Regions from separate parts of the Mus musculus genome. Here regions 2, 3, 4, 5 and 6 are each linked to region 1. Evidence: chromatin contacts called from public Hi-C and promoter capture Hi-C data. All regions are on one chromosome and are shown on one strand. Each heading gives the region's core, a stretch centred on a gene start, on an enhancer-like site or on the middle of the called end of the contact. The rest is flanking DNA. Distances are from core to core; before and after follow the strand shown. Region 1 holds the start of Alcam (activated leukocyte cell adhesion molecule). Region 2 holds the start of Rpl24 (ribosomal protein L24). Region 3 holds the start of Cep97 (centrosomal protein 97). Region 4 holds the start of Nxpe3 (neurexophilin and PC-esterase domain family, member 3). Region 5 holds the start of Nfkbiz (nuclear factor of kappa light polypeptide gene enhancer in B cells inhibitor, zeta). Region 6 overlaps Gm45968 (a long non-coding RNA gene).

The links. Promoter capture Hi-C pulls out the DNA fragments that hold promoters and counts their contacts. Hi-C and Micro-C count contacts between places; a contact is called where the count stands out from the background.
Region 2: a promoter capture Hi-C map of pre-B cells shows a contact between it and region 1. The contact joins the promoter of Rpl24 here to the promoter of Alcam in region 1. A contact is called at or near these places in 2 of 39 promoter capture datasets (cranial neural crest and pre-B cells).
Region 3: a contact with region 1 is called in a Hi-C map of B cells, with 6 read pairs. The contact joins the promoter of Cep97 here to the promoter of Alcam in region 1. A contact is called at or near these places in 2 of 39 promoter capture datasets (cranial neural crest and pre-B cells) and 1 of 484 Hi-C or Micro-C datasets (B cells).
Region 4: a contact with region 1 is called in a promoter capture Hi-C map of pre-B cells. The contact joins the promoter of Nxpe3 here to the promoter of Alcam in region 1. A contact is called at or near these places in 2 of 39 promoter capture datasets (cranial neural crest and pre-B cells) and 1 of 484 Hi-C or Micro-C datasets (B cells).
Region 5: a contact with region 1 is called in a promoter capture Hi-C map of pre-B cells. The contact joins the promoter of Nfkbiz here to the promoter of Alcam in region 1. A contact is called at or near these places in 5 of 39 promoter capture datasets (cranial neural crest, frontonasal cranial neural crest, hippocampal neurons and 2 more), 1 of 484 Hi-C or Micro-C datasets (cardiomyocytes) and 1 of 115 datasets of contacts at active chromatin or transcription factors (astrocytes).
Region 6: a Hi-C map of the C2C12 cell line shows a contact between it and region 1, with 5 times the contacts expected there. The contact joins the enhancer-like site here to the promoter of Alcam in region 1. A contact is called at or near these places in 5 of 39 promoter capture datasets (the 3T3-L1 cell line, cranial neural crest, hippocampal neurons and 2 more), 32 of 484 Hi-C or Micro-C datasets (the AML12 cell line, the C2C12 cell line, Sertoli cells and 18 more) and 4 of 115 datasets of contacts at active chromatin or transcription factors (astrocytes, embryonic forebrain, embryonic limb bud and 1 more).

Annotation. Positions count from the first base shown.
Region 1 is chr16:52,451,045-52,454,603 of GRCm38.p6, reverse strand. Alcam (activated leukocyte cell adhesion molecule) reads left to right here and starts at 1,523. Exons shown (of 16, transcript NM_009655.3): 1 at 1,523-2,211. The coding sequence starts at 2,139.
Region 2 is chr16:55,964,554-55,968,112 of GRCm38.p6, reverse strand. Rpl24 (ribosomal protein L24) reads right to left here and starts at 1,838. Exons shown (of 6, transcript NM_024218.4): 1 at 1,675-1,838; 2 at 1,491-1,566; 3 at 943-1,053. The coding sequence starts at 1,679. It overlaps Gm6958 (MLV-related proviral Env polyprotein-like), which reads right to left. Exons shown (of 1, transcript XM_001480210.4): 1 at 3,065-3,559.
Region 3 is chr16:55,933,223-55,936,781 of GRCm38.p6, reverse strand. Cep97 (centrosomal protein 97) reads left to right here and starts at 1,934. Exons shown (of 11, transcript NM_028815.4): 1 at 1,934-2,029. The coding sequence starts at 1,987.
Region 4 is chr16:55,893,632-55,897,190 of GRCm38.p6, reverse strand. It overlaps Nxpe3 (neurexophilin and PC-esterase domain family, member 3), which reads left to right and starts at 1,912. Exons shown (of 6, transcript NM_001134457.1): 1 at 1,912-2,263.
Region 5 is chr16:55,820,317-55,823,875 of GRCm38.p6, reverse strand. It overlaps Nfkbiz (nuclear factor of kappa light polypeptide gene enhancer in B cells inhibitor, zeta), which reads left to right and starts at 1,738. Exons shown (of 12, transcript NM_001159394.1): 1 at 1,738-2,108. The coding sequence starts at 1,823.
Region 6 is chr16:55,469,087-55,472,645 of GRCm38.p6, reverse strand. The region is part of intron 2 of Gm45968 (a long non-coding RNA gene); the gene reads left to right. Among named protein-coding and RNA genes, the nearest start is that of Mir5118, 24 kb to the left of the region's middle. Within about 2 kb of position 1,650, at least 5 of the 459 cell types and tissues checked have an H3K27ac peak or open chromatin away from gene starts, as enhancers often do. A contact at or near this core is called in the C2C12 cell line and pancreatic cancer cells, where this site is marked.

The sequences.
Region 1 (3,559 bases), core at 274-2,773:
CATGTGGGAAAAAGGATTTTCGGAGGAAAAATATAAGAGATCTATCCTACAATACTGTAAAAGCGAGGAGAACAAGACAGGGAGGCGCTGGGGGGAAAATCACAGCTGAAGACAGAGTTTAATAATTTCAAGCACGAAAGGAAAGGGATTCAAAGATCCGTGTCTGTGTTTGTCTGTGCGCTTGCGCATTCGTGTGTGTGTGTGTGTGTGTGTGTGTGTGTGTGTGTCTGTACGAAGCTTCTGCCTGCACACTTAGACACCCCCCATATCCACTTGCAAGTAGCTGGTGGTTCCCAATCTTTTGAAGACAAAGTCCCGTGAGGCTAGTTAGCATTCCCTGCTGGAGACTGGCTTCACACAGGGGGTGACCCTGTGATGCACCAAAGACTATTTCATGCCCTTGCGAGGTGGTTCAGGGACCAGGATTTTATTATGCTGAGGGCATTAAGAGTTGTGATCCTGCAATCTTGAGTTAGAGCCACTTACGGTCCCAACAGCTCCACCCTGGTGTTTTAGAGGAAAATATTCCTTTATGCTTTCTGCATGAACTGAAAGCGACACGGCTTCCCGATGCTACGCCTAGGAGGTGGTTCAAGCTTTTGAAATTGCCTGAGAAGCCCCGTCCATCTGCTGGATGCCTGGCTTTCTGGAAAGGACCAGGAGGCGTAGGTTTTTAATCTGAGTAACTCTGGATTTTGTTTTGTAACTTCAAATCGTCACCTAATTAAAAGTAAACGTGACTTTTTTTTTCTTTAAAGAACGTTTTGAAAATCAGTGTGGCGACGTGTGTTATGGTCTAGAGTCCTAATTCTCACCGGGAAGGAGATGGGGGCGAAGGGGGAGCACAAAAATCTCTTCTGCTTTTCGGTACTGGATAGTTGATTAAATGATTTGCTTTGATAAAGTGTACGCCAGCCAGGACTAGGGGAACAGAAGAACGGCGAATTCGAGAAGGAGTAACCTTCTCTTCAAAGTGGGGGAAATTACTCTCAACCACCAGTAGCTGTTTCCGTGAGCCTCCGGGTGGAGAATCTCCATCTTTTCCACCTCCTCAGTCCTAGTCCAAGAGGACCCAAGGTGAGCTCTTCGCCCCAACAACTCTACAGAAGGTGAAGGCGGTACCCTCGTCGAGAAGAAAAATCCCTAAGGAGTGAGCCAGTGGACTGGGCTTCGGAGTGCAAGAAGACAGCTATGTGGCCAGGCTGGGAGGACAGCAAAAGATCTCAGATCCTATGTCTTTGGGGCGCTGAGAATCCCCTGGTAAGAGCCAGACACTGGCGAATCCAGCCCGTCACGCCCCCTACTCTCGATCCCGCTCTTCATTGGCCAGCGTGTCCTGTGGGAGGCGGAGTCGATGTCAGCCCCGCCCACCAGAGCGCGGGGGCTGGGGCATCAGGCTCTTCTCCCACCAGGGGCCGCCAGCTCTGCTCAGTCTCCGACTTGGTCCTGCAGCGCCTCTAGGCTGCGGATCGGCGCTCCAACCACCTGCTCCGCGCTGCCGCCGAGGAAGCTGGGCGGGAGAGAGGAGCGGGAGGAGCAGGAGGAGCGGGAGGAGCGGGAGGAGGAGACAGGCAGCTTACACACGCCTTCCCGTCCTCCACTCAGAGCAGCCGGAGCCCGCGGCCGCCGCCACTGCTCCAGCTGCCGCCGCTACAGCCTCTGCCTCGGCTGCCACCTGAGGAGACCCACCGTCGGGACCCCGCGGCGCTGCCCCGCCGACCCTTCTCTGCTCCCGGTGATCCGTGCACGGTGCAACTCTCATCACTCTTCTTATCCTCTCCTTTGCAAGAAGAGAAACTACTAGAAGACAGCATCCAAAAAGAAACCGCGTCTACCTTGACTGACTACTGAAGCGTCTCCTGGAATAAGAGGGTCGCCCGTCCTGGGAGTAGCTGCCAGAGACACTGAGGAAGGGTGTGGAGGGGGGGAGGGAGGAGTTGCGGGTTCCGCGTGGAGGAAAGTTGCGTGTGGCACAGACCCGACGGCGCAGCGCCACAGTCCCCGGGGGACCGTGTGTCTTGGAAAAAAGTCGCTGTCCCCCTAAGGCGAGACCCACAAGCGAGCGGGCCCCGTGGGCCCGGGGACGACGCCCCCTCCTGCGGCGTGGACTTTGTCGGTGGCCTTCTAGGAGGAGGAATATGGCATCTAAGGTGTCCCCTTCTTGCCGTCTGGTTTTCTGCCTCTTGATCTCCGCCGCGGTCCTCAGACCAGGTAAGCTTTTGGCCTCTGAACAGCCCCACTGTAGTGGTTGTTGCGGACCGGGGGCGGTTCCCCGGGAGGCCTGGGGCTGTGCGCTCTAGCGTGTGCTTAGCAAAGTATGGGAGCCATAAAGGCGCGCGGGGGACACAGATCTGTCCCTGGGAACAGTCACCTGTGTCACACGTTTTAGGCTTGACTGGTCTGCTCAGGTTTGGGCAGCGAGATTGAAAACTAAGCACATCTCCAGGAACTTTGGGTGAGGCTTAGCTTGAGGGTGCAGGACCCCCCCCCCCCCGGCAAGATCTGCTGAACTCTCTCCCCCGCACCGTCCCTCCAGTCTCTTGGTATCAAAGTACAATTCACTGCACTCAGAGCAGTTTCCTTTCGCTGGGCTTTGAGGTGAAATAACTGCTGGCACTTTGTCACGATAAATCCCCTAAGTAACTTCCTCTTGGTCATAATGTGAAGACCTGGGAGGAATGGCAGGGGATAAGGAGGGTTTTGACTATCTTTTTTTTTTTAATAATAATAATACTGAAATAGAAGCTGCATTGTCTAGTGGGTAGCTAGTGTAGGGTTGATGGCAGCCGAGTCACGCAGCGTGGACTGGGTTAGCAGTCAGGTTTGCGAGCCTTAAAGCGAGGGATTTCTTGGTTTCCACACCCAGTGGTAGCGCCTCAGTTCTCACTTCTACAGAGAGTCCTCAAAGAAAAACGACAAAATTCCCACCAACCAGAATATCTTGTGGGGAACCCCTTTTCTCACCCCCAGGGGACATCCCTGGCCCGTGGTCCGCCAGCTGGCCTGCTGGCTGCCATTCCTTGGTCCTGCCCAGCCCGCTATGCGCTCCCAGTCATTCATTCAAGCGGCAGGCACTTTTCCCTGCGGAGCCTGAGGATCTAATCCTTTGAAGTTTTGATTTCCCACTGTGTCCTGGATAGTTGGGGGTTAAACTACTCCTTGTTATTCTGGTTTCTGCCTGTTTTTTCTTCTCTCTCTTTTTAAGTTTTACATTTAGGAGGGGTTAAAACAGGTCTCACTTTCTTTTCCCATCTTTTATTTCTGTACACCCCTTCAGTTGTTGGCGAGTTGAAGCCACAGAGGAGTATTCAAACGCTCGGAATCCTTCCAGGGAAGAGGAGAGAGTAAGGGCAACAGGAGCCTGGGATCCCCAGGGCTTGGGAGCCGCCGCTTTGTGTTGTTGGGGAGAGGGGTGGGTGTCAGAGTGGGAGAAGGTTGATTCTCCATATCTCTATATCAAAGTTACATTTCTGGGTGAGGTAATCAACTCACTGTTTCTGAGGCTGGGAAAAAAATATCAGTGACCAATCTCAGGCTCTGGGGGCGGGGACCCTAAAGC
Region 2 (3,559 bases), core at 589-3,088, 3.5 Mb before region 1:
TGGTGGGTATGGGGGACTTTTGGTATAGCATTGGAAATGTAAATGAGCTAAATACCTAATAAAAAATGGGGGAAAAAAAAAGAAACCCTGTCTCGAGAAAAAAACAAAAAACAAAACTAAACAAACAAAAAGTCAATTCTACTGCCTCAGCATTCCAAGAGTTCGATAACAGATTTGTTGGGTACCTGCTTTCAATACTTAGAATGGAATTGCCAGATGTTAAGAACACAAAAAAAATTTTTTAACAGTTGTCAACCTGATCTATGAGTAACCCTGTCTAAAAAAACCAAAATAAATAACATTTTGAGTTAATTAAAAGGTTTACAACAGCTGTATCATTTTATTCTAGGATTTCTGTTTCTCTACATCTTCACACCTCTAAGATTCCCTCCCCCCATTTATTCATCCAAAAGGATCTAATAAATATAATTCATCTTTCTTTTCACTAACTCTGTACTGCGTGCTCTGCTTTGGGAAACAAGGTTTTATGTAGCCTAGGCTGACTTTGAACTACTGATCCTCCTGCTTCTACCTCCCAGACACTGGCATTACATGAGTGGGCCACCATGCCCACTTAACATATTTCACATCTGGGACCACTGTTTACTATAATACCCAGCTAGAATCTATTTAACGAGGCTCACACATGCCAAGCCTAACTATTAGCTGTTGTCCTAGCACCACACCTCCACCCAGAGCAACACCTACCATCCCCTAAGGGCCTCTTCAACCCAAAATGAAGCTTACAGAGAGGAATCATTTCAAATTTCAACACACAGCTTGGAAGGCTATGGTACCCAAGGCCACACTAACAAGTTCTGCTACTGTCTGATGGTTTAGTTCAAGAGCACATTGCATAGTTTTGTTTAACCAAAATTTAACCTGGCAAAATCTGACAGTGTAACTTTAAAAGAGGCTACTAGCAAGCTGCATTCCACTTACCGACTGCCCTTTCTTGTGTTTCCTTCTGTAGAGGACAGTCCAGTTTATCTGCCGAGGATTCCTTTTGGAAAGGAATGCTGACTCACATTTTGCATTAAGAAACTGGAAAACCTGCAGTTAACAAATTCAAATTAGTCATCCTTTTACACAAAGTGGAGACTGACGTCCTCCTCCAGCTTTATTCTACTTCTCTCTTCTCAATATATAAATATATAAAGGAGGCAAGAGACCTCTTTGTGACACAAATGACAGGGTGGCATCAATGCTACAGTCTTCTCAGGAGCCGAAAAATCTACACTAGTCGCAAAGGGTCGGGTGGCGCTAAACTCAAAGAAATCTGGCTCTGAGCCCTCTCCGACTCCAAAAGACCTGAAGCCCATTTCCCTTTCCCATTGGTTACATACAGCACTCATTTCCAGCCTGGTTTACACACCATCCATATTCCCTCAAGTTTCCCATCCCACACGCGGTCCCGGGGCCTTCGGGGAGAGAGGACCGTCCTTCTACTCCCAGCGTCCCGAGCCGCGCTCGGCCCAGCCGGCCTTTACCTTCCCGTCGGTCCTGGCGTAGCGCCGCCCGTGTCCCGGGTAGATCTTGTACCCGCTGAAACTGCACAGCTCGACCCTGGAAGGAAAAGGCGAAGCTCGTTAGTATGTGCGCTGCAAAGAGGAGCCATCCCCGGTAGCTCGGCCTCAGGATGGAGGCGGATTGGGACACCGGGCGCCCGCTTACTTCATGGTGATAGATGTCGGCCTGCCGGGGTAAAGATGGCGAAGAGAAAGAAAGAATCATGGGAGAACCTTATAGGGCAGAGGGAGAGAATCTCCTCCCTAAATTCCCTTCCTTGACCCCGGCGCCCAGAGATGATGTCACTTCCGAGCGCCCAGTCTGTTTCCTAGCAACAGCTTTCTTCCTACAGCATTGGCGGGGAGTGGGTTTGAGGTGTTCGTTTAAGGTCCAAGTTGGTTCTTGGCTTGGGTTCTGTGCCATTTTATTTCCTCCAGGCTAGTGTTCTAGAATCTAAAGCCAGCATTTCGCAGGATTTAATAAACAAGAGACAAGGATGTTCTACGTGTCTTTCCTCCTCTTACGAAGCCCAGACCAGTTTTTATCTCGCAGGTAAAACCTGAAGGTCACTTTTTGCATTTGGCTTTGGATTATTCCTTGAAACAAAAATAAATCGTAGCGGCCTGCCGGGCAGTGGTGCCGCACGCCTTTAATCCCAGCACTTGGGAGGCAGAGGCAGGTGGATTTCTGAGTTCAAGGCCAGCCTGGTCTACAAAGTGAGTTCCAGGACAGCCAGGGCTGCACAGAGAAACCCTGTCTCGAAAAACCAAAAAAAAAAAAAAAGAAAAAGAAAGAAAAAAATCGTAGCGGCCGACAGCGTGGCCCAGGGATAGCACGAGTGGTACGCAAAACCCTGAATTAAATCCCCACCTCCAAAAAATATTAGAGCCCGCCACTGTGGGGCAAGCTTTTAATCTCAGCTCTCTGAAGACGCACTGGCAGGCTGGTCTACATAGTAGTAAGAGTTCCAACGGTACATAAATAGTGACCCCCTGTATCAAAAACTAAAAGTAATTAATCACTAGTTCAAATAGATTGCCAACACTTGTAATACGAGCACTCAGGAACTAAGGCGGGACTACTACAAGTTTGAGGCCAGCCTTGGTTACAGTGTGAGACCCTGTCTCAAAACCTGAAGTTACGAGTTGGAAAGGTGAGCAGGTTAAGAATACATACAACTATTGAAGACGACCAGAGTTCAGCCACCTGTAACTCCAGCTAGCTGCCTGACCCCGAACTCATGAGTGTACTTACATACACACACACACACACACACACACACACACACAAACACACACACACACAGGCAAAAAAAGAAAAAAAGAAAAAGAAAAAAAAAAAAAAAGAAAAGCTATGCTAGCCAGCCGGTGGAGGCACAGCCTTAATCCCAGAAGAGTCAGGCTGGTCACTAAGACTTTTGAGGCCAGCCTCGCCCACAGGGAGTTACAAGACATCCAAGGCTACACACAGACCTTGTCTCTAAAAACCGAAAATAAAATAAAGGAAAAATAAAGTTATTTTATGGGGCTGGAGAGATGGCTCAGCAGTTAGGAGCGCTGGCAACTCGTCCAAAGGACCTGACTTCAATTCCCAGTACCCAGACGGCAACTCAATAACTGTAAATCCAGTTCCAGGGGACCTGGCACCTTCTCATAGACATACATACAGGCAAAACACCAATGAACGTAAAAATAAATAAATCTTAAGAAGAAAGAAAAGCTATTTTAGGGCCTGGAAAGATGTTTCAGCTTGTAAGAGCACTTGTTGAATTAGTAGAGGACTGGCATTAGACATGGTCCAGCATACACATGGTGGCTCACAACAGATGGTTTTCCAGTTCCAGGAAACCAAGCTGGGTCTTCTGACCTCCAGTGACCACACAGTGCCACCTGGTGTACACACGTAGAGCTAAACATTCAGACACAGAAAGTCAGATGAAATTTAAAAATTAAAAAAAAAAAAAAAAAAAAACTTTTAATTTAAAAAAAAAACCTATTTTAAAGAACTTCTGGATATTTGGCAGGCAGAGATGGGCAGATCCCAGAGTTTA
Region 3 (3,559 bases), core at 685-3,184, 3.5 Mb before region 1:
CACCCTGTGGAGGGGTTCTCTGGGTTATTCTTGTTTGCTGATGTTGTTATTTGGTTTTTTTTTTTTGTTTGTTTGTTTTTGTTTCTGAGACAAGGTGCCTCTATGTGGCCAAGGCTGGACTTGGCATACTTCTCTCCTGGCCCTTCCTTTTTCTAAGTTACATATTCTCTCTCTCTCTCTCTCTCTCTCTCTCTCTCTCTCTCTCTCTCTCCATGAATGAGGTAGCACACATGTGGAACTCAGAACACAATTCACAATTTTCAGGAGTGGGTGATCATCTTCTACTGTGTGGGTTATGGGACTTGAACTCAGATCATCAGTCTTGGCAGCAAACTCCCCTACTGGCTAAGCTGTCTCTTCATCCTCTCCAATTGTTTTAATTTATGCACTGGCTGCTCTTCCAGAGGTCCTGAGTTCATTTCCCAGCAACCACATGGTGGCTCACAACCATCTGTAATGGGATCTGATGCCCTCTTCCGGTGTGTCTGATGTGTGTGTGTGTGTGTGTGTCTGATGTGTGTGTGTACATGTGTACTTGTTTTGTTTTTAGACAGAATCTCTCTGTTGCATAGCTCAGGCTATGATTAAACTCACTATGTAGACCAAGGTGGCCTTGAACTCACAGACATCCTCCTGCTTGCCTCTTCCAATATCTAACAATATATAGTCTTCCTCCCAACTGATGGGATTAAAATTTGGGCCACCACGACAGGCTTGCTTTGTTTTCAGACATATAAAGTTGTAAGACTGTTCTCCAAGTAAGGTGTCTACTGGTTAAAATGAAGGGGGGAATTCTTATTGTTTCTTCAGAAATAGAAAAGTATCTTTAGACTAAAGCAATGGGAAACAGAAAGGTCTTTAAGGGCAGTGATGCCAAAGGGAACCAGGAAAGAGGAAATGCTCTTAGAATTTTGAGCCTGAAAAGCTAGAAGCACCAAGTTACTGAATTTTCCTGAACAGGAATCCTCAGACTTCAGAGAGAGCCTTATAGCGAGTCATTCTATAGAGAAGCTAAAACCCTTTAAAATTAATTCAGACTTGTCAGAATGGGTAGCGGCCATAGAGACTTCTAGCAATGAGTTCTCAACATCAGTTTGTTTTAAACAATGTCCTTATAATGTGCCAGGTGGTAAAAGTGTTGAATTTCTCGAACACCAAGAGTAGCTTTTAGTACGTTGAGCAGTTGATGAAAGAAAGTGGAGCCCCCTTTGTACGATTGAGTTACCTTGTAAACCCTAGCTTAATTTTACTTCCCCTGTCAAGTTTTGTCCAAAGATTGTAATTTCTAGTTCCCGATTACCGAGTTCATAGTTAAATCAAAAAAAGATCAGCCTGTGCCCTCCCAACCAGGTAAAGTAAGTATTCCTGACTCTGGAAACTATTTTAAACTTTTTTGAATACTCTGGAAAAAGTTCTGGGTACATATGTATCAAATATACTCCTTGACCAAACTGTTCAATGTGTAAGAACCACCATTTAAAACAAAAATATCAGTTTCTGAGGCTTTAAATCTATTTAATTAGGTAAGATTGGGTAAATTGCAAATATAACGTATCCATTTGACTATGTCAAAATATTTCACTGTCATTCCTATAGAGAAGCTAAAACCTTTTAAACTTAATTCAGAATTGTCAAAATGGGTAGCTGCCATAGAGACTTCTGGCAATGAGTTCTCAAATTCAGTTTTAAACAACGTCTTTATAATGTGCCAGGTGGTAAAAGTGTCGAATTTCTCAAACACCTGGCCCTGGAGTGAAATGGTTTATCTAACAATACAGCTTGCTCACCAGATCAACTTTAGGTGTCAACCCGGGTCTTCTAAGCTTTACCTCCCACATTGTAGCCAGCAAGTCCCATCAGGGAGCCAATTGGGTCGAGTGAGTGCTGTGCATCCTGGGAGTTGTAGTTTGCAGCGCCCCACTGCTGACTACATGCTCTACAGAACGGCAGAAGACGGTTGCCTGGTGTCATTAGCAAGCGGCAAGTATGGCGGTGGCGCGAGTCGACGGGGCTCTGGCTCCGGGAGAAGGTACGATGATCCCTACCCCTAAATTCCAAAGTTTACTTCAGTATGTCATATTAAACAGTTGCTTGGTGTAAAGAGAAAGCCTGGGTTTAGAGGTGCAGTTTTGGACCAGTTCTTTTGATGAGGGGCTGTAAGCAACACGGAGGCGCACTTCCTACTGGGAGTTGTAGTCCCGCTGTCTGGTCCAGTCCCGCAACATTACTGTGAAGGCTGAATGAGGGACTTCAGTCCCCAGGAGCCTTCGCGGTGCCCGGCGCCCCTGTCCCGCGCTCTCCTTAGCCTGACTGGGGGCAGTGGGCTTCGGACTGCGGTGACCTTTCTGGGACGTTTACTTTGAGTTCCGAGTGCCCACAGGAAATTAGTGCAGCCTTTTTATTTCCCGTGCCTCTCCTTCTCGTCCGAGAACGTTCAGGAAGCATCTCATCTGAAACCGCATCACAGTCTGCTTGAACTCTTCTTTGGAAGTGACCAGTAGCCGTGGTAGAATCTGAGAATGACCCAGACACGCGTTGCTCCCCGATCATTCTGCAGGCCGGGTCCCGGGGTCGAGTTTGGTCTTTGTTTGGCAGAGCCCAGGTTGGGGGGTGCGCCTGTGCTTGGGAGATGCCTCCGTGGGGCGCCGACCTCAGAGCTTTTGTTTTGGTTACACTCTGAGGCGTGGTAGCAGCTGGCCCGATTGGGGCAGAGCAGGGTAGGTAGAGTTGAGGCTCATAACCCGGAGACCCTTGAGTTCCTACGGGAAGGAGTTCGGCTAAAACATGTGTCGACACTTAGGAATTGTGTGCGGACGCTAGGTGCGCTTTTCCAGGACAGTCTAGTTTTCATCTCGAAGAAGGGGCTCACGACGCCTCACGTGATAAGAAAACCGAAAAGCATTGAAACCCTCTAGGAGCGCAGAACCGAAAAATTACATCCCAAGGTAGCTCCAGTCTGATCGAAAAATTGAAATTGGCAGTTACTCAGGCCCCGCCCACTCTGATAGCTTCTTTTCTCAACCTTCCTAGCTCACCGAGAACAGCAGCAATAAGCACTTACAGAGCCATTCTCCCCGCCCCCAAAGAGCCAGATGATATTTTGGATGCCTTTCTCCCATTATCTCATGTTTTTATGTAGAACAATGTTTATATTATATTCTCACTCTTTTTCTTTTTTCTTTTCAAAGCCATGGTCTCATTATGTAGCTGTGACTGATCAAAAACTCAAAGAAATCCTCTTGCTTTTGCCTCTCCAGTGCTGGGATTAAAGGTGTGAGCTGTGCTGTGCACGTGGCTCATCCACTTTTTTTTTTTTTTTTTAAAAAAAACAACTTTATAGTTTTTAAAAAAGATTTATTTATTTATATGAGTACACTGTAGCTGCCTTCAGACACACCATAAGAGGTCATCAGATGGTTGTTAGCCACCATGTGGTTGCTGGGAATTGAACTCAGGACCCCTAGAAGAGCAGTCAGTGCTCTTAACCACTCTGAGCCATCTCTCCAGCCTTTTTTTTTTTTAAGATTTATTTACTTTATGTATGTGAGTACACTGTCAC
Region 4 (3,559 bases), core at 663-3,162, 3.4 Mb before region 1:
GGTGGGGGTGGATCAAGCCCAGAGCCTTGCACATACCAGACAAGGGTCCACTACTCACTTAGTACTTATTCTCAGAATCTATACTTTTTTGTTGTTTTTGTTCTTGTTTTTGTTTTTCGAGACAGGGTTTCTCTGTGTAGCCCTGGCTGTCCTGAAACTCACTCTGTAGACCAGGCTGGCCTTGAACTCAGAAATCCGCCTGCCTGTGCCTCCCGAGTGCTGGGATAAAGGCAGGCATCATCACTGCCCGGCTACTTTTGTTGTTTGTAAAGTCAAGGATTCTCTGTGTTGCCCTGGCTGTCCTGGAATTCAGGCGCTGACCAGACTGGCCTCAAACGTAAGAGATCTGCCCTCCTTTTCTTCCTGAGTGCTAGGAAATAAGATGTGAGCTACCACTACCTGGCAGAATCTGTAAGTTTTTAATATAAATTTATTGATCCTTTTAGAACTTTATGCAATGTATTTTGATTATTTTCTCTCTCTCTATTCCCCCGTGATCCATCTCCAACTCCCTTCACTGTGTTCTCTTAATTTAAACAAACAAACAAGCAAACAAACAAACAAACAACTTAGTCCAGTTTGTGCTACACAAACACTTAACAGGTGGGAAGCCATTCCCCGGAGAGTGGTTGACCTATCAGGGTCCATACCCTTAGGAAAACAGTATCTCCTGTTCCCAGATGCCATCATTGGGTCTTCAGTTAATGTGTGTGTACACATGAACCCTTTGTCCTGCCATGTGAGAATGTTGGTGGGTTGGTTTTGTTCAAGTCTTGTAGAGGCAAGCACAGGTGCTCTGCGTTCATGAACCCAGTGGTCTTATTATGCCCCGAAGACAGTTGTTTTGCTTCTGTTCTTCCTGACCTCAGGCTCTTATAGCTCCATTGTCAATAAATATAATGATAATTAATGACAGTTGGAATTCATATCGATTCTACTTCAACTTGGGACTAAGTCTGAGGGCAGACTTTTTTTTTTAACATTTTTTAAAAAGATGTATTTATTTAATGTATATGAGTACACTGTAGCTGTCTTCAGACACACCAGAAGAGGGCGTCAGATCTCATTACAGATGGTTGTGAGCCACCATGTGGTTACTGGGAATTGAACTCAGGACCTCTGGAAGAGCACGCAGCCAGTGCTCTTAACTGCTGAGCCATCTCTCCAGCCCCAGACTCCACCCCATCCCCCAGCATTTTGCTCTGGTTAAAAGTAAGTCCAACCCCACTGTGCTCTAAGCCAGGAACGTCTTTTGTCCCACACAGGCCTTTCTGTCCTCTAGAAACTCCTCTCAGTATCTCAGATTCACCAAGCTGCTTTTGACATAAAACGTCCAAACTAGGGTAATCCAGCATTGAGGGTGGTTTGGGTGGAATATCCTGGCGCTTTTGCCAAGAACTAACTTCAAAGAGAGAAGCTTCAAGATCTCTATGCTCACGTTTGGCAAGCAGTGTTTCTCTGGTACCAGCAGCTCCGCCACTGCTAGGCCAGCATTGTGGTTAGTTCTCAGGAAGAGAATCGGTTGAGGGGACGCTCCGGGGAAACGCTGATGTCCGAAGGTCATCTGTATTTGTGTCTCCAAAAGGGTCCAGCCCTCGGGCTAGAGTGTATCTCCGGAGGTACACAGTCATCCTAACCCAAGCTCCCTGGGGCGGTCGGGTAGCACAGGCAGTGCCAACTCCTTGTTTCGCCACTGGGCACATCACTCAGCTTGCGCGGCTGTCAGTCAACATCCCCGCTCCGCCCCGCCCCGCCCATAGTCGGACCAATCGTAGCCGGGGGTCGGGGGTGAGGCTCCGTAGCGCGGTCAGGAAGCCGGGAGAGAACAGCCTGGCGCGGAGGCCCCCGATCGGAGCGTCCACATCCCGTGGGAGGGCGAGCGGCGAGCGAGACCGGAGACCCGGTGAGTGCGAGCTGCGACTATGCGCGCGGCGGGGCGGAGCCTGTCCCGAGAGCGCCCGGTGCGGCGTGCCTCGTGCGCCCCGCAGCTGCAGAGCCCTGTGTTCCGCGCGCGGACCTCGGGTCCCTAACGTCCCCGGCCGGGTGTAGGGAGCTGCGGCCCCGGGAGTCCCAACTGCGTTCCAGAGCCCGGGAGCCGAGGCCCCGGTCGAAGACGCAGGCAGAGCTTCAGCCCTGGGCTGCGACTGCCAAGGTCCGGATGATCCGAGCCGCTGCAGAGAGGATGCAGGGCGAGCCTGAACATCTCCATCCTCAGTTTCTCCACTTGCTGCAGCGCCGCAGCGCCTGGTAGCAGGCACCTCAGGTGACCTGTACCCGAGAGCGCAGTCAGGCCCCTCTCCTCCCCCCAACCCCCACCCCTTACTTCTCTTCTTTTTTCCACTCCCAGTGCAGAGAGCTTGGCGACACTGCACTTGGTCCCTATCGCCAGTCTCATCGCTGCTGTGGCGCCAGCTGCTTCTTATCTTGTTGTCTCCTCATACTTTGGACTACCCAGGCCTTACTGAGCTGCAGTTTTGGAGGCATCAGAGAAGTCATGCAGGGAGGAACATGTGTGTGACAGTCCTCTGTGGGATGTTGAGATCTTGGCTTGTGTTCTGTCTCTGCTTGACTCAAGTTCAGAAGGGCAGTGGTGCTCAGAGAGGTTGTGAGGCAGGATTTTGCAAAAATGTATATGAAAGTGTAATTTCCCCCTTGCTTTTCATCAACAATAGATTATTGCCGTGTTCCCAATGGATGAAGAATCACACTGCCTGGTGATTGTGTTCTCTTCCTGTAGGCATTATGTGTCATTTGGAATATTAGGGTGTCTTTGAAGCTGGCAGGTTGCCAGGACCCTCATGACTGTCTGATTCCTCTCAGGGGGAGGGCACACCATACTTTAACCCAGCAGTGTGGGGGGCTCTGTCCCCTTTTGACTGGGCTTACTATCTTCTTTCCATGTCTGTTGTTTTCATAATTTCTTCTGGGTTGACCAAGTGTGTAATCGGCTACTGAGAAAGGAGCTGAAGGAAGGTCACTGAAGAGGGAATGGTTGTTCCTAGTGCTCCAGAATCCAGTTGTCCTGAGAGACCATGGCAAGGCACAGTTCAAAATTCATTTTAGTACCACTAGCCCTTGCCAACTGAAGTAAGCAATGCCCCCTGGCCACTCTATTTAGTGGTTCTTCTACTTGGCAGTCTACTGTAGCTATCTAAGGGATATCAAGGGTTTCAAAGTAAGCGATGCCAAAGGATCCAAGCCTAAGGTGTAGACATAGGAAAAGCAGAACCAGCAAAGGTGTTGGCCTCCTAAGGTGTAAAGAAAATTCATTTGCAGAGAGCAAAGGCCAAGGCCAAACGCTGGAATGTGGTTCTACCTTGTGGCTCCTGGGGGATCAGACTGCTGGGCTGGTCAGGGCACTTTTATCTGCTGAGTCACCTCACTGGCCCCTTTTTACAGAATTATCACTTCTAATAACCGAAGAGCCTACCTTTACAAGGTAGCAACTACCCTCAGGTTACACTTAACAATGTCTCTTACCTGTTTCTAAATGTATACCCTCGTCTCTCACTAAGGTCTATAATAGTGTGTGTTTGATTTCCAGCCAAAGGCTACTGGA
Region 5 (3,559 bases), core at 489-2,988, 3.4 Mb before region 1:
GCTCTGAGGCTGCATCTTCAGAAGCTGGAGTAGTGTTTTAGAAGCTACAGCCGCCATGTAGCTCTCTGGAGTGTTGAATGTGGTTTGACAGTTCTTTTCTCTCAAGGCTGCCTGCGCACAGAACAAGAGCCTAACAGCTAACAATTAGGGGAATCAAATCCCCTCACCTCCCCATATTTGTTTATTTCCAGAAAACAAGCAGCTGTGCGAACGGCAAGGCGTCATTGATATTAATTTTAGCTGTGCTTTTAGTCATGCTCCACACCTGCCTAGCCCTGTAGCACCTGTGGGCTGCCTGCTGCTTACCCCCGTCAGCAATGCTAGATTTGTGGATTCTGCCTAGCAGAGCCATTTACTTACGTAATGATCTAGTTATTTCTACTTACCTCTTTGCCACTATCTCTTCTTCTAGGTCACTTTTTTTTTCCTTCTTCTTAGGCCACTAGGACTCCCCTCAGTCTCATCTTCTCTAAAACTGTTTCATTTCTGCCAGCTTCAGATTCCCTCACGTTAAAGTTCTAGTAACTTCGCTGGTCCCTGTAGGTGCTCCGCTCAGGTTACCTTTCACATTTATGCTATTTTCCCTTTGGCAGTCCTAAAAGGCACTGCGGATTCTTCCCTGACTCCTGGCCTTAATTCTTGGCAGATGATTTTCCTGCAAACGCTTTAGGGCCATCCTTTAGGGCTCATCTCATTCTTTGCGAAGACTTCCCCCTTCTCCCCCTCTCCACAAGAAAGTCTCTTTTTAGGCTGTTCACTGAACTTTGTACCTCTCACGATGTTTAATCATAGTCAGTTTCTTTTCATCGGTGTGTGTATACCTTATCCCCACGTGTTAAGATGTTACTTGAAAATTTAGACTTAATCATTCATTCTTTCTCTCCCTTAAAAATAAACTTCCCTTGACGGTTCGCTAGTTGGATTTGCGGCGGAAGTATAAACATTGAAAAAAGTATTCAAGGTAGAGGCATCAAAATCCCTGTGTTTATCAGGACTAGGTCAAGTTGTGCAGAATAAAACGTTACATAATACGTAAAAAATAATATAAAACATACAAAGAATATACACGCATATATGCGTATTCATCATTTTGCTAGAAGCTTTTTTCTAGTATTGAAGGATACGAAAGGGTAGTCATTGCTGTTTATTCTAATACTGTACTAAAAAAAAAAAAAAGATTGCTTATGGCCCAGATATGAAGTTAGAGAAACTGCAAGAGCTCTGAAATTGAGTCCAGGCCAGAAAGTCCGCGGGCAACCGCTTCCAGGTTTGGAGGCGGGCTAAATGTTGGAGGCAAGGGAGGAGACTGAACTCTGCACGCACCGCTCTGGCTTCCCACTCCCCGAACTGGGCGGACCTGTTCTTGCAGCAGCCCGGGGCTCCCGCTCGCCCCCGGGCATCGCAGCCCCTGCGCAGACAGCGGTTGCCGCGGACCCCGGGCCCCTGGGGATGCGGTGCGTCCAGCGAAGGCCAACCGGGGAAACTTGGAGCTGGCCCCGACGGGGGTTCGGGGCGCGGGTGCTAGCCGGGGTTTCCAGGTGAGCCGCCGGAAAACAACCGGTCGGCCCGGGCGGGGCGGGGCGAGGGCGGAGGGCACATTGCCTCATCCCGGGCATTTTACTGGAAACTAGACACATCCGGAGGCGGGGCGGGAGGCAGCCCAGGCGCCGCCTCACCGGGCGGAGCGCGGAGGAGGAGGTCAGTTCATTTAAATAGCCCGGTCCCCTCCGGGCGCGCACGTACTAGTCGCTCTGCCGCAGCCAACCGCGTAGCCATCCGGTGGCGCAGGTGTCTGGGGACCCCGAGCGCCTAGCCTGGGAGCATGATCGTGGACAAGCTGCTGGACGACAGCCGCGGCGGAGAGGGGCTGCTGGACGCGGCCGGCGACTGCGGCCTCATGACCAGCCCGCTCAACCTGGCTTACTTCTACGGCGCCTCGCCTCCTTCCGCCCCCGGCGCCGGCGACACCGGCTACCTGTCCGCCGTGCCCTCCGCGCCCGGCTCGCCCGGCTCCGACTCCTCCGATTTCTCCTCCACTTCCTCCGTGTCCTCCTGCGGGGCCGTGGAGTCCCGTCCCAGAGGTGGCGCCCGCGCCGAGCGCCCTCAAGGTACCCACCCGCGAGATTCCTTGCCCCTCTATTCGGGGTTCACACGCTGGGAGGATGGGGAGGGACTTCCCTCCACCCCCCCCCCCCCCCATAGTCGAGACGTTAAGCGGCCCCTGTGACTTCCTTAGCGGCCGGACAGACGCGAATAGTCATGAGTGATTAGATGCCTTGTCCTGATTCTGGCACGTTGTCCTTGCCTAGACCTCTGCGGAGTCCAGCGCCCAAGGGACCCTGAGGGCTAGCGCGCTGGCTTCCTGGAAAAGAACTTGAGAGCCTCGGATTCTCTTTTCTTCCATCTCATAACCTTTTCCCTTTTCACTTCTCCCCCGACCTCCGAATTCAAGAACCTCTGAGAAATTATAACACTATTATGAGGTTTTTGGAGCTGATGGAGAGAGATGTAGTTTCCTTCTTGTAACTCTTTCAGTGAGAAGCAGTGGCAGAGGGTAAAGCGTTGGGAACTGGATTTTTAAGACACCCGTATTCCTAATCTATTTGTAGGGATGAATCAAAGAAAACCCACTTTTCGGGACGTAGAGGAAAGCCTGGTTCAGAAAAGTGATTTAGTGTTCTGCGCTTAGTTTACGATGTTGGCGGTTCAGAGGCCTGCTCAGAATTCTGATTTTCTCTGTGTGCTTGAGAATGGAAAAGTTACATCTAGCGAAGCCCTTTCTTTAGCTGCGGGTTGTATGGTTTCCTTTCTTCACGAACCGAGTTGCATAATTTGGGGGGGTGGGGGAGGGAGAAACAGGATGCAGCTGTGGGTAGATTTAAACACCGCCTAAATTTTCTCAGTTGTTGGAGCTTCTCATCGCAATTATTTTAAAGAATGACCCCTTGCTGTTCCTTAACACTGGCTACTCATAAGCTTTGGTTGTCTTTTATTTTTAAAAAGTTATTTTTTGATTTAAAACACTGTGCCTTAAGCCACAGTGTTGCCCACAGCTCCCTGAAAAGCGCGGTGTGCGTGCTTTGACAGCCCTTTCTGAAGTTTGTAGGCCCGTGGACATCTGGCTGAACCCATCGATTGTTTCTAGTTCTTGGTTTACCACACAAGCCATGGGAGATTCCTGAAAGTGCGTTTTCTTCTCCCTATGACGTGGGCATGGAAGTTTTAACTCTTGTCACTCCAGAGGAGTGCTGTTAGAGTCTGGCCATTGGGGTGTTTGTGGGAATTCCTGAACTTGAATAGAAAGGCTATTTAATCATTTTATTTGCCCTCGTCACTGTCTCTATGTCACACTTGTGGCACAGATAGCCAAATTATGCTTTGTTCTCCGTTCGTTTTCCTCTTTATGTTCCAAATATGTTCAATTCATGGACAAGAACTTGTTACATAGTTGTGGCACTCAGTAAATTCTAAAACTGCCTTCTGAAGTTCTAAGGTGAACAGGCCTGTTTCCGTTTTACTTAGAACGCCCATGTACGTAAGTGAGGGGGAAATCCTGTGT
Region 6 (3,559 bases), core at 401-2,900, 3.0 Mb before region 1:
TCCTTTTCTTTTCTTTTCTTTTCTTTTCTTTTCTTTTCTTTTCTTTTCTCTTCTCTTCTCTTCTCTTCTCTTCTCTTCTCTTCTCTTCTTTTCTTTTCTTTTCTTTTTTTTCTTTTTATATTCCCATTTTCCACAGTTGATTTGAACCCTAGATATTTGCACATCTACAAATCTCCCTCTGTTGAGATATGTATGGGGTCAGAGCCAATGCCTTGCCCATTTCTGTATGCCCTGGCTCTTGCACCATACCATTTTCAAATTTAATTTTTAATAGGTAATTGTTTGCCACAGCCTGGATTGAGTGTCCCCCTCCCCCCCCACTCCCAGTCACATTCCTATATTGAAGGCCTGCACCTAATTGTATTTGGATATAGGCCCTTTATGGAGATCACTAAGTCAAGAGCAGTCAGAGGGTGAAGCCCTAATCCAATAGGGTTAAGGACCTTAGAAGAAGAAACCACCAGGAGTGTGCAAATGGGGATGCTGTATGACAACACAGAAGGTGCCCTGCACCACCGTGCATACCAAGGAGAGAGAAAATGCGGTACAAAGGTCCTCTTGATACCTTGACTTTGGACTTTCTCACTCCAAACCAGAGAATTTCTGTTCTTTCAACCCTAGTCTGTCCATTTTGTAGAAGTCCCAGAAGACTGATGACAGGGTTAAATTAGGAAGAAACAGTAGTCGACATTTGTGTGGAAAGGCGACACCAGTTCCTGTTTGATGTTCCCAGTCATCTCACAGTTTGTGTCCCCAAAACAGAGAAGCAAGACAACATGTCTTTTGCTGAGGACGGGAGGCTGGTATTTGGTTTATCCCAGTAAGAATTTGATGAACACTCAGGCACTTAGAAGACATGTGCTCTAGTGGGGCCCTCTTATTACTCCTTTAACCCTCCGTTTTCTATGTGAACTGCTGAGATGTGAAGATGACTCAAGGGAAGCTGATGTGTTAAAAAAAAAAGAGAGCAAAATAATTATTGGGAGCCTAAGAATGTATCTATGTCAGGATTTGTTCAGCTTTATGGGTTCACCAACCAAGCCTGTGGCATCATGGTTTTGATTTACGATGACTCACTGGGAAGGAAATTTGGTTTAAACATTCCTGAGCACAGAGGTCCCTCAGAGATGCACCGTGCCTTCCTCTATCTAATAACGTGGAACACTTGAGGGTGGGTGTTGCACATAATTTATTGTCTGAATTTACTGGATTCACATTGTACACCAGACCTGAGTTTAGAGGGGGCATTGCTGGCAACCTGGCTTTCTGTTGTTCATTTGGTTGCTATTCTGTATTATTCTGGGGAAGCAAGACAGAGGAAATCACAGAACAGCAACACACACACACACACACACACACACACACACACACACACACACTAGGGTAAGAGGTTTCACCCAACTGCTTCACGTCGAATCCTCAGGTCAAAAAATTGGTGAGAAGTATCAGAGCCGAGACCTGTCATCTCAGTGGCCGCACACTTTCCAACTTTGCTGTATATTTCATCTAATTAATTTCATGCCCCTGGTTAGACCCGCATCCGTGTTTGTTGATGCTGGAGCCGTTCTCTGCGGCAATGTTTGTGTTCTAACTCTTCTTTAGTATGAGGCCAGTGACGCTTTCCTTGTATGATTTATGACTTTCTGAGCACTTTCCCATCTCTGTCTCACTTGATTTACGCAGCGGCTGTGTCGGGGCTTCAAGCTGCTGCAAGGGCAGTCATTGTTTTATTTAACTCATCGCTTACTGCTGCAGAGCCCAGCATCCTCCATATTTATTCATCAATGATTCATTCAATGATTACACAATTTATAGTGAGGGCCCGAAGTAAGCACTGACAGATGTGAACATTCTGTGTAGCTTTTGATGAAAGACCAAATTATAATGCGTAGCGATGTTTGTATAAGCGACAGTACTGTAGGGGACTTCGGTAATTAAGAGCGATAGGATTTTACATTGGTTCTTTGGTTTTGCTGTATCATTTAAGTCATTTGATGATTGACTTTGGTCTTTTATCTTCTCCTATGACAACTGAATGATATATATAATACTCATGTGACAGAGGAGTGTTCAAATTCTTATCTTTCAAAAATTTTAGAGTTATAATAAGTGATGATGACATCATTGAATTCTAAATCTTAATCCATTTTATTGTATTTCTTTATTGATATTTAGCCCAAACTGAAATTGTTTGAATTAAGTAGAGTTACATAATAGCCTTATGTGCATTTCAGTTGATCCTTGAAAGTTTGAACCTTCTTTCTTTCTTTCTTTCTTTCTTTCTTTCTTTCTTTCTTTCTTTCTTCCTTCCTTCCTTCCTTCCTTCCTTCCTTCTTCCTTCCTTCCTTCCTTCCTTCCTTCCTTCCTCTCTCCCTCCCTCCCTTCCTTCCTTCCTTTCTTTCTTTCTTTCTTTCTTTCTTTCTTTCTTTCTTTCTTTCTTTCTTTCTTTCTTTCTTTCTCTCTCATCTCTCTTTCTCTCTTTCTTTCTTCCTTTCTTTCTTTCTTTCTTTCTTTCTTTCTTTCTTTCTTTCTTCCTTCCTTCCTTCCTTCCTTCCTTCCTTCCTTCCTTCCTTCCTTCCTCCCTCCCTTTCTTTATTTCTTTCTTTTTGCAATTTTTAAAAAGATTTATTTATTATTATGTCTAAGTACACGGTTGCTGTCTTCAGACACACCAGAAGAGGGCATCAGATCTCACTACAGATGGTTGTGAGCCACCATGTGGTTGCCGCGGAAGAGCAGCCAGTGCTCTTCTGAGCCATCTCTCCAGTCTTTTTTTTTTTTTTTTCTTTTGTAAATTTACACATATCTGCAAGTGAGGAGATACAGAAATGGACAGAAAGTATACTTTTATATTGTTTATTACTTAGTTTTACATGAAGTTTACTTTATGCTGCTTTTTAAGGTTGGAGCTGTGTTCAGAAGTTTGTGACTGACATGGAAACCATGAAGTTTTGCTTTATCAACCATAAAAATAATTTTGGTATAAAATTTGGTTTATGTCTAGGAAAAAGACTCTAATTCAAAGTTGACTGAATTTCATAAACTAAATAAGAAGCATTGTGATGTTATAGAAGCATGTCTATTATAATTTATGGCAACAATTATTTCAATTTCTTCCCTGTATTAAAGGTGCCTATATGTTTTGACATTTACATAAACAATATTTGAATAAAGGATCAGAGAAATGGATGAATTTTACTGTATAACTTGATTTTTCTCTATGAATCACAGGGAAGTTGATGAGATCACAAAAAATAAAATAGTGACAACTGCTTAGTTTTCTTAGGAGACAACCTAAAAGGTCTAAATAACATAAAGAGGAGCTAGGAGTTCCTCTCTTGGGTGAAGGCCAGCAGATGGCAGTGTGTGGTAAGGAATGGTGCGAGCCTGTCTGTTGGCTCAGAGCCAGGGGATCTCTAGCTCACTGCTCTATTCCAGTGGTAGGAATGAAGATCTAGACGTGTGAAAACCTGCAGGAAATCTGGAAAGGGAACCTTTGCCAACCGAAGATATTCAATAGATGAGACTGAATCCTGGGTGATTACGAATGGGGTGTTTG